Linked DNA regions of Sus scrofa: regions 2 and 3 are each linked to region 1. The links are chromatin contacts, called in public HiChIP or PLAC-seq maps. All regions are on one chromosome and are shown on one strand. The core of a region is the stretch at or near the end of the contact, and the rest is flanking DNA. Distances in the headings are between cores, read along the strand shown.

Region 1 (2,745 bases), core at 98-2,597:
GTGGGGCTGACCAGGGTGAGACTGAAGTACCCACTGGAAGGAGATCTTGGGATGTCTGTCTCCACCTCCTCTGCTTTCTGTTCCCATCCCTGCCTCTTGTCCCTCAGGCATCCTTCCGTTTCCAGGGGTCTATTCTAAGACATTAGCGGCTAAAAAGGCTTAAGCAGCAAAGATATGGCTCTGGAACGTGGAGTTTCAGACATTTATAACAGGTAATGGGGAAGTTCACCTCTATCTATGCCTTTAGGGCAGCAGGTATTTCCCAGAGACAATTCTGACCCACTGAGCCACAAGGGAACCCCCAGCAAGAATTCCTTTTTTTTTTCTTGTATTTCTTTTTTTAGGGCCTCGCCTGCAGCATATGAATATTCCCAGGTTAGAGGTCAAATAAGAGCTGCAGCTACCAGCCACAGCCACAGCCACTCGGGGTCCGAGCTGTGTCTGCAACCTACACAGCTCATAGCAACGAGGGATCCTTAACTCACTGAACAGGGCCAGGGATCATCACCGCTGAGCCACGACAGGAACTCCCCAGCAGGAATTTCTTAAACCAGAGCCTGTGAATGATTTTTTAAATGTGTTTTCATTTCATATACTTAAAATATATATGTGTGTATATATACATATATATATATATATATATGTATATATATAGTTCCAGAATCATCAGTGTGAATTGTGCCACATCTGAGGCATGCAAAAGTTCCTGGACCAGGAACTGAACCTGAGCCACAGCAGTGATAACGCCAGTCCTTAACTACTAGGCTACCAGGGAACTCCCAACGTGAGTGTTTTATACCTTAGAATTGCCATATGCTTCCTTCTTCCCTGCCCTTCTAATAGCTGCATTTGTGACCCACACCACAGCCCATGGCAACTCGGGATACTTAACCCACTGAGCAAGGCCGGGGATTGAACCCGCGTGCTCATGGATCCCAGTCTGGTTGAGCCAACACAGGAGCTCCAAACCTTTGAGGTTTTGTGTGTTTTCATAAATTAAGTTTCTAACAGCAGAATCATTGGATGTTGGAGAAGTTGTGGAAATTGTTAATATATTAATATGGAAATCAGCATATACACACTCAAGCCAGGCTATTAGGCTGTGAGCAGAGAGCAGCATTAGATCCCAGAACCAAAGAAAACTGGTGCCCTCAGGGTTACTAAGCACAGTTGTCAAAAAGAACACGTAACAATAAAGTTATTTATTTTGAGGAGGAGACTTCCGGTAGGGGCATTTCTTTTTCCGCCAGGGCCTATGTTCGTCATCTTCTCAGTTTACATTCCAACCGGAAATGCTTGTACCCCGTGTAAAGCCACGTCGGTCCTGGCCTCAGTCCCGCCCACGCAGAGGGGGGAAGCGCTTCCGGGGTCAGGGGTGTTCTGGCTCGCCCCGCCCCGGCGCCGGTGCCCTGCTGGAAGGCCTGGCTCTCCCGGAAGTGGCCCGGGCCTCTCTCTGTTGGGGTCCCCACCTCCCTGCTGCTGCTGCTGCTGCGGGCCGCAGGGGGGGCAGCGATGGCGGAGGCGGCGCTGCTGCTGCTGCCAGAGGCGGCAGCGGAGCGGGATGCACGGGAGAAGCTGGCCCTCTGGGATGGAAGACTGGACACTACGGCGCCGCTGACGGACCGGCAGACAGACTCGGTGCTGGAGCTGAAGGCGGCGGCCGAGGACCTGCCCGTGCCGACCGAGGTGAGGTGACGGTCTGGAGCTGGCTGCTCTGCTCCGCTGCCGCGCCGGTGGACCCCGGCCTTGCAGACCCCGGCCTTGAGACCCCTGTCCAGGGTCTCTCCTCTCCTCCCGGGTCACGGTGGCAGCTCTGGTGGGAGAGGCCCCTTCACCTTCCTGGGCTGTCAGGCCTCGTGCCGCTCCGGACTGCCGACCTCTCCCCTCTGGCGCGGAGACGGCAGTGGGGGGTGTCCAGTGGCTAGTGGCGCTGAACGTGGGACAGTTGGCCCCGAACCTTGCCCTGGCTTCTTGCCCCCGGTGTCCCTGGTGTCAGCGAGACATGGTCCTGCTGCCCACCGCCTCTCGGAAGGAGAAGGCGCTGAACCCCAAGTGCTTTGCTTCAGGACAGACTCCTGTGGGTATTCATTTAACCACCTTAATGAATAGCCTAGCGTCCTTTTTCCGTAGGGGTACTTGGGGAGACCAAAGTTGATCCCTGGTGAGTTTCATTCATCGCACACTGAGCAGTGAGCTCTCGATCGAGTACAGGTTAATGGGAGAGCCGATTTATATTTGACTTAGAGCAAAGCAATAAAAATTTTTCTTTGAAAGTTGGGTCAGTACATTATTAGATAATGCTAGTTTTTATGTTAACTTTTAAAATTCTGGTTACCTTTGAGATCTTATGTATTATCACTGCTTGTGGAATTCAGTTCAGTTAGTTAATAATAGCAAGTAGTACGTTTTATGAATTGTCAGTTATTTGAAAAACTTTTTCTTATTTTGAGGACCGGGTTTAGGGAGATTATTTTATTAGCCACTGATGGTTACTTTGGATGTTGGAAGCATTCTTTTTATACAATTTGGAATTGTGACCAAAGGCAGATTGAATAGAGACTTTAACTTTTTTTTTTTCCTGCCCTGGCACTCTAGAGATTAAGAACTTTGGTTTGAAAGTTCTTGCCACTTTCTCTGTTGCATGCTCTGCCGGAAAATGCAGGTGTTCTTTTCTTGGGTTTCTCTGTCCACCTCAGGGATTTTATGGTAGACGTGGGTTTGAAATAAATGAGGAAGCAGGTGGAA
Region 2 (3,007 bases), core at 404-2,903, 82 kb before region 1:
GGTTCGATCTTTGGCCTCACTCAGAGGGTTAAGGATCCAGCATTGCCATGAGCTGTGGTGTAGGTTGCAGACACGGCTCGGATCTTGCATTGCTGTGGCTGTGGTGTAGGCTGGCAGCTGTAGTTCCGATTGGACCCCTAGCCTGGGAACCTCCATGTGCCGCAGGTGCGGCCCTAAAAAGGACAAAAGACAAAAAGAAAAAAAAAAGAGTTCATGTTTAGGCACCTTAAGTCTGAGATGCCTGTGGTTTTTTCCCAACAGCGGTCTTGATTTTCCACTTAGATGGATCACCAGCATCTCAAACTTAATGCAAAACTGTTCTCCTCACTCTCCTAAACGTGCTCCCTCTCAGCTCAGTCAAAGTCCATGATCCAGCTTCCAGAGCTTGGGTTTCCCCTCCCACACCCCACGCCCATCTGTCCCCAGTGCTGCCACTTCCACATTCTGTCCTTCTCCCCATTCTCCACGGCTGCCGCCAGTCTGAGCCACCCTCAGCCCCGCCTGAACAACTGACCCGTCTTCCGCCTCATCTTCCCACCCTCGCCTCCCAGCCATCATTATCCATTTAGCACAGTCTTGGGAGACGGAGACACTCAGAACCACTGCTTAAAAGCTTGCAGAGCTAGCTCATCGTACTTAGAATGGAACGAGCTCCTCATCAATGCCCGACGCAGTGTAGAACCCTGAGGCTGGGTGAAGCGGGACTGGCCAGGGGTTTAAATCCTGGGTCAGCAGAGTTCCCCTCATGGCTCAGCGGAAGCAAATCCAACTAGTGTCCATGAGGATGCAGGTTGGATCCATCCCTGGCCTCCCTCAGTGGGTTTGGGATCTGGCGTTGCCCCGAGCTGTGGTGTAGGTTGCAGACGTGACTCGGATCTGGCGTTGCTCTAATTGTGCTTGTGGTTTAGGGAGTCCAGCAGCTACAGCTCCAATTTGGCCCCTAGCCAGGGAGCCTTCATATGTTGTGGGTGCGGCCCTTAGAAAGAAAGAAAGAAAAAAACTGGCCACTTTACAGTTTCAGTAACTTCCAGACTTGAGTGCATTCCTTGACCTTCCAGAGGGAAATAAAAAAAAGGTTGATGACAGACTAAGAAAAGTCATCCAATTTTCAGCTTAGGAAAAAACCCCCCAAATCCTAGGTTGGCTACTGACTATCCTCAGAGAGAGATACCTCATCTCAGGTCACGCCCCAGCCCAGCCCTAGGGTGCTCCTGGCGAGTGCCTCAAAAGAGAATGCCTTAAGCCATCTGGAATCCTCTCTCTGCCTTGTGTGGCTTATTCCTTCTCAGTTCAAATCAGCTCCAGAGAACTTCCTTGACCATCCTTCCTAGAATAAGGGTCTCACAAACTAGTTCTTTTCTTCAGAGCAGCCACATCATTTGTAAGTAGGTATTTATGCTTTGTTTATTTGCTTAATACCTGCCTCCATCCCTAAACTATGAACTTCATGAGGGGAGAGGTATTTTGTTTTTGTTTTTTTTTTCTTTTCCCCTTCTTTTTTTGGCCTTGTTTTGTACTGGAAGAGTGCTTGGGATTTACCAGGCATTCAATAAAATATTGTTGGGAAGATTGAATGAGTAAATGAATCAAGTCCGGGCAACTACTACAGAAGCAACTTTTTACCCACGGGTGCCCCAAACTACCGAATAACCCAGGTATGTACCCACCTCCCCCCTCACTCCCTGCCAAATGCTTGTGGCTAGCGCTGTTCTGACTAAAAACAAATTCTCAATTCATTTGTCCATTCATAAATAGAATATGATTGTTACGCATCTTCTTGGTCAGCGAGTATTAGTAATCATGGGTGGGGAACTGCGGCTCGCGCCTGTCTACACCCTCCTGAAGGGAGATGGTGGCACTTTAGGTTTAACCGCGTGTCCGGCAGAGGGCGCTGCGGAGACACGGCTGTCGCGGGCGCAGGCGCAGCCCCGAGGGAGGGGCGGGGCGAGAGTAGAATGACGTTCTAAATGACGGCTGTGACAACTGTTAGCAAGTTCTCCGGAGGTTTTCTAAGCTCTAGGCGGCCAGTAACAAGCAGTGGTTTCCGAGTCCCGGCTGCGTATCACTGGGATCTGGAGAGATTTTTGCAAAATACTGATTTCTGGATGGAACCTCCCAAAGATTCTTGTTCAGCAGGACCTGGGCGGGCTCTAGACCCTTTTGAAGATATTCCCAAGTGATTTTGATGATCGAGAGATTTGGGGACCCATTGATGGAAATTCCCCAGGGCCAACTTGGGAAGCCGAAGGGGAGAAGCGGGGGAGGAAGTGACAAATCCGGTTTCCATCCCCAACCCTGTTGCATTTTAGCTGTGACCTTTCTGGGCGCTCCCCCCACCCCGCCCGGTAAAATGGAGATAGTAAAGATGGAGCTGGGATGCCTTGTACGGTTATTTTAAGGGTGAAAGGATATCCAGGTGTAAAGATGTTAATACGTGTTCAAAGTGAGATCATCTCTAATCTGAATCAAAGGCAGAAGAGGCGTTCGGTACCTTCCTGTGTCTCTCCATCCAGAGGGAGGAGGGAACCCAGCAATCCAATCATTTGGGAACTGACTGTAATATTTAGCTCTGGAACCTCCAGGCCACTTCTGTCTGTGCCTGCCTTTGGTTTAATCACTTTTCCTCCAGAGGGCGGACAAGAACAACCCTATGGGGAGATAAAGGACTGTGGTTCTAGACGTCAGCAGGAATCTTGTGCAGCATTTAGGGAACCCCGATATGTTTCAGATGGGGCAGCAGATTCAGAAAGGTTGAGAGACTTACCCAAGGTCACACAGCTGGTGAGCACAAAGCCTGGGTCAGTGCTGCCTCTGGAAGTTTTGTGGTGAAGCTTTTGCATCTTGCCTTTGTCCTCCAGAGAAAAGAAATGAACGCTTCCTGCCTTCCTATTTCAGGAATGATAATGGAGGGCCATTTTTATTGCGTTTCCAACAGATCAGTCTTGCAACAAAAGAGGAATGATAGTAGTAATAACAAATGCCATCGTTAAGTTGCCTGGCATGCTCC
Region 3 (2,919 bases), core at 78-2,577, 100 kb before region 1:
CTGTTATGCTCATATTTGATAGAAAAGCAACCACCCTTCTGAGCTCATTAATAAAGTATTTGACAACCATGCCTGCTTGCTAAAAAAATCTCCATAGTTAGAAGATCCCTAAATCCTACAGGATTCCAGACATCAACGGAATGTGCCAAGATCACTTACGACTTCATATAATCTTTGATGTACTTCTTGTAGGCTTCCTTTGTGAAGCTGGTTTCCTGCAGGTGATGGTTCATGACAATATCGACACCAGTGATTACTGTGCTTTCGGTACCTTCGCCCTCGGGCCCTTCAGCGGAGGCATTTCCACCAATGAGCGAGTCATCAATGTTACCCTCTGTCCTACTGACCATCTGCGTTAAGGAAAAGTTTAGTTGCTAACACATCCTCGACCTTACCACAAAGGCATCAAAACAATTTAAGCAGCTCATACATCCCATCAGCCTTCCACTAAAGATTCTTGTTTCTTGCTGAAAACATGGGGAAAAAATTTATGACCCCTCGATTTCCTAAAACACCCTAACAATTCTTTGTTGACCAGCACGAGAAGGGGGTTGTTTACAACGAGTGGAAGTTTTGCGTGGACAGTCGGGTTGAAAAGGGCAACCGCTGAGGGCTTCGGGCTCCCAAACAGGAGACAACCTGTCCGGGACCGCCTGGGAGGATGGGCGCCCAAGTGGCGGACCTATTTCCAGACTCAGCTCCGCCTCCACTTTTCTAGAAAAACCCGAGCCCGGAAAGAGCGTCTCCTCCGCCAGGAGGCAACGGAGAGGATTGCACAACCTCGGGCGGGGGAGCGGCGGAAACCCGAGCCTGCCTGGCCTTGCCTCCTCCTCGCCGCGACCCGGCCCGACTCACCTTCCCCTCCACCTCCAGACACAGCCCGTCCGCGATCTCCCGGATCTTGTAGATGTCGGAAAACATCTCATCATCTGCCCGAGAACACAAACCCGCCAGTCAACCGTGCGCCTGAAGCCCGAGCCGGCGCCATTTCCCGCGCCGCCCCGCCCGCCGCACGCGACCCCCGCCCTTCCCCGGCGCTCGAAACCCCAGGGCGCGCGCCAAGCACCGACCTTCCTCGCTCCCGGGAGGGCGCCGGCGTCCCCCAGGCCCAGGACGGCGGCGGCGGCGGCGGCGGCCGTCTCCCCGCCCCCCACCAGACCCCCATCCCCTTCGCGCGGCAGTGGGGAAGAGTGCAGTCCCCACTCACGGCTGATGAGGTCCCGGTAGATGATCATGATGGCGGCTGGAGGGAGACGACGGCGGCGCTAGCTTAGCAGGAACCGGGAGCTCAGAGCGAGCGCGGTGCAGCCGGAGCGGCGCTCGGGGGGAGGGGGGAGCGGGCGGAAAAGGCCGACTCTGCCGCTCCCCAACCTCATATAGAGGGCACGTCCCCCTACGTCATCGCCCGCTGCGCCTCCGGAAGCGCCGTAAGCGGTGACGTGGCACGCAGAGCGGCGCGTGGGGTGGGGCCACAGCGCGAGCCGGGGGTGGGGAGGGGAGGAGGACATCCGGGGACTTGGCCTTGGGCTGCAAAGCCGTGCCCCACGCTGGGCCCTCGGGGCTTCCTAGGGGGGAGAAGTCGGGAGGGACAAGGATGGGCGACGCAGGGAAGGAGGTGCGGCGGGGGGCGGGGCAGAGGGAAATGCGGGAGCGGGTGGGGGGAGGAGCGTGCGGGGGGCTGCGAGGAGGGAAGGGCTTCCGGGCGCTGAGTGGTGGAAGTGGTGCCTGGGGCTCTGCCCCTCCCTACGCCAGGGTTGCCCTCGAAGGTGCTGGGTCTGGGTGGGGCTTCAAGTTTCCGCCTCAGGCCTCGCCCGGCGCAAGCTCCCACCCTTTCTGGGAACCAAAGTGTCAGCTGTTGGGAAGGACTTTGCATTTACGTAGGGTCCCTTTGAGGCTTTGGGAGACCGCGACTCTGTCCCCGGGGATGATGGCAGGGGGGCTGGGTTTATGACCCGCCTCCTGTGAGTTCTGGGGTCTCGGAGAACTTTTCAGCGTTTTCTCCTAGGGCTCTCCCCCTACATCGAGTTTTCGGACGCTTTTGTGGGGGCAGGGCTGAGTCCGGGTTGTGGGACCCAGGTCGTCCCTCCTGCCCCTTCGGAATAATCGTGGGGGATGTGTGTAGGAAAAGACTTGAGGGGGGAGGAAAGTGTCGCGGGAGTTTACACAGTTTTCCCATCTCTCGGCTTGGTCCTGTATGTGAAAGTTTGCGGTTCCTAACACAGGTTTAGAATCTTCACCTTTTCTGTTTGCACTTGGTCTTGAATTAGGTCGTTTGAAAAAGAGGGTATGTTGTCACTTTAAGATCGAAATTATATGCCAGGTGCCAGAGGGTTAAACATTAAAAGGAAAAGGAGCTCCCCACCTGCCCAAGTTTTATTTGGACTTTGGACCTAATTATGAGATACTTTAAAAATGCCCTTTCAGGCAAAGATTTATGCCAGTATGCAACCGGAGAACTTGTTCCATACCACGAATGTATTTGTGCTCCACTCTGTCCTTAGCGGGGGGTTTTGCTCAGAGGTCTCAACTGTGAACAGGTTAAATCCAGTCCTACCCTCACAGAAAATTTTGTTCTAGTAAATCAAAGAATTGGCCAATTATAGCACATTAATGGTTTTTCCCTGATTCAACAATAAAGCATTCCCCAGGGTAAGACAGGGCACCCCCTGTGAAGGAACAGGGCACAGGACACTGAATTGAGATGATGGAAGAATCATAATGCAAAAGAGCCAGGAAATGGGACCCTCTTGGGAGATGACGTCTAGGGCTGCACTGGACACCCTAGGAGACACTGGGTAACTGCGAGGAAGCTGAAAGTGGGATGAAGGGGATCTGAAAGCAAGTGGATATCTTCTGAGAGGTGGTCCACCAGGTGGTTTCTGGATGTGGGAGTGGAACAGATTATTATCCCAGGCATAT

The links. HiChIP or PLAC-seq counts read pairs in DNA pulled down with a chosen protein or histone mark.
Region 2: a contact with region 1 is called in an H3K27ac HiChIP or PLAC-seq map of skeletal muscle. The contact joins the enhancer-like site here to the promoter of COG3 in region 1. A contact is called at or near these places in 11 of 47 Hi-C or Micro-C datasets (alveolar macrophages, brain, embryonic fibroblasts and 5 more) and 2 of 2 datasets of contacts at active chromatin or transcription factors (alveolar macrophages and skeletal muscle).
Region 3: a contact with region 1 is called in an H3K27ac HiChIP or PLAC-seq map of alveolar macrophages. The contact joins the promoter of TPT1 here to the promoter of COG3 in region 1. A contact is called at or near these places in 2 of 5 promoter capture datasets (fetal liver and liver), 14 of 47 Hi-C or Micro-C datasets (alveolar macrophages, blood, brain and 8 more) and 2 of 2 datasets of contacts at active chromatin or transcription factors (alveolar macrophages and skeletal muscle).

What each region holds. Positions count from the first base shown.
Region 1 is chr11:21,825,528-21,828,272 of Sscrofa11.1, reverse strand. COG3 (conserved oligomeric Golgi complex subunit 3) reads left to right here and starts at 1,347. Exons shown (of 22, transcript XR_002336675.1): 1 at 1,347-1,686.
Region 2 is chr11:21,907,472-21,910,478 of Sscrofa11.1, reverse strand. No RefSeq gene overlaps it. Among named protein-coding and RNA genes, the nearest start is that of TPT1, 20 kb to the left of the region's middle. Within about 2 kb of position 1,653, at least 40 of the 83 cell types and tissues checked have an H3K27ac peak or open chromatin away from gene starts, as enhancers often do. A contact at or near this core is called in alveolar macrophages, embryonic fibroblasts, liver and 3 more, where this site is marked.
Region 3 is chr11:21,927,702-21,930,620 of Sscrofa11.1, reverse strand. It overlaps TPT1 (tumor protein, translationally-controlled 1), which reads right to left and starts at 1,327. Exons shown (of 6, transcript NM_214373.1): 1 at 1,208-1,327; 2 at 856-929; 3 at 160-350. The coding sequence starts at 1,235.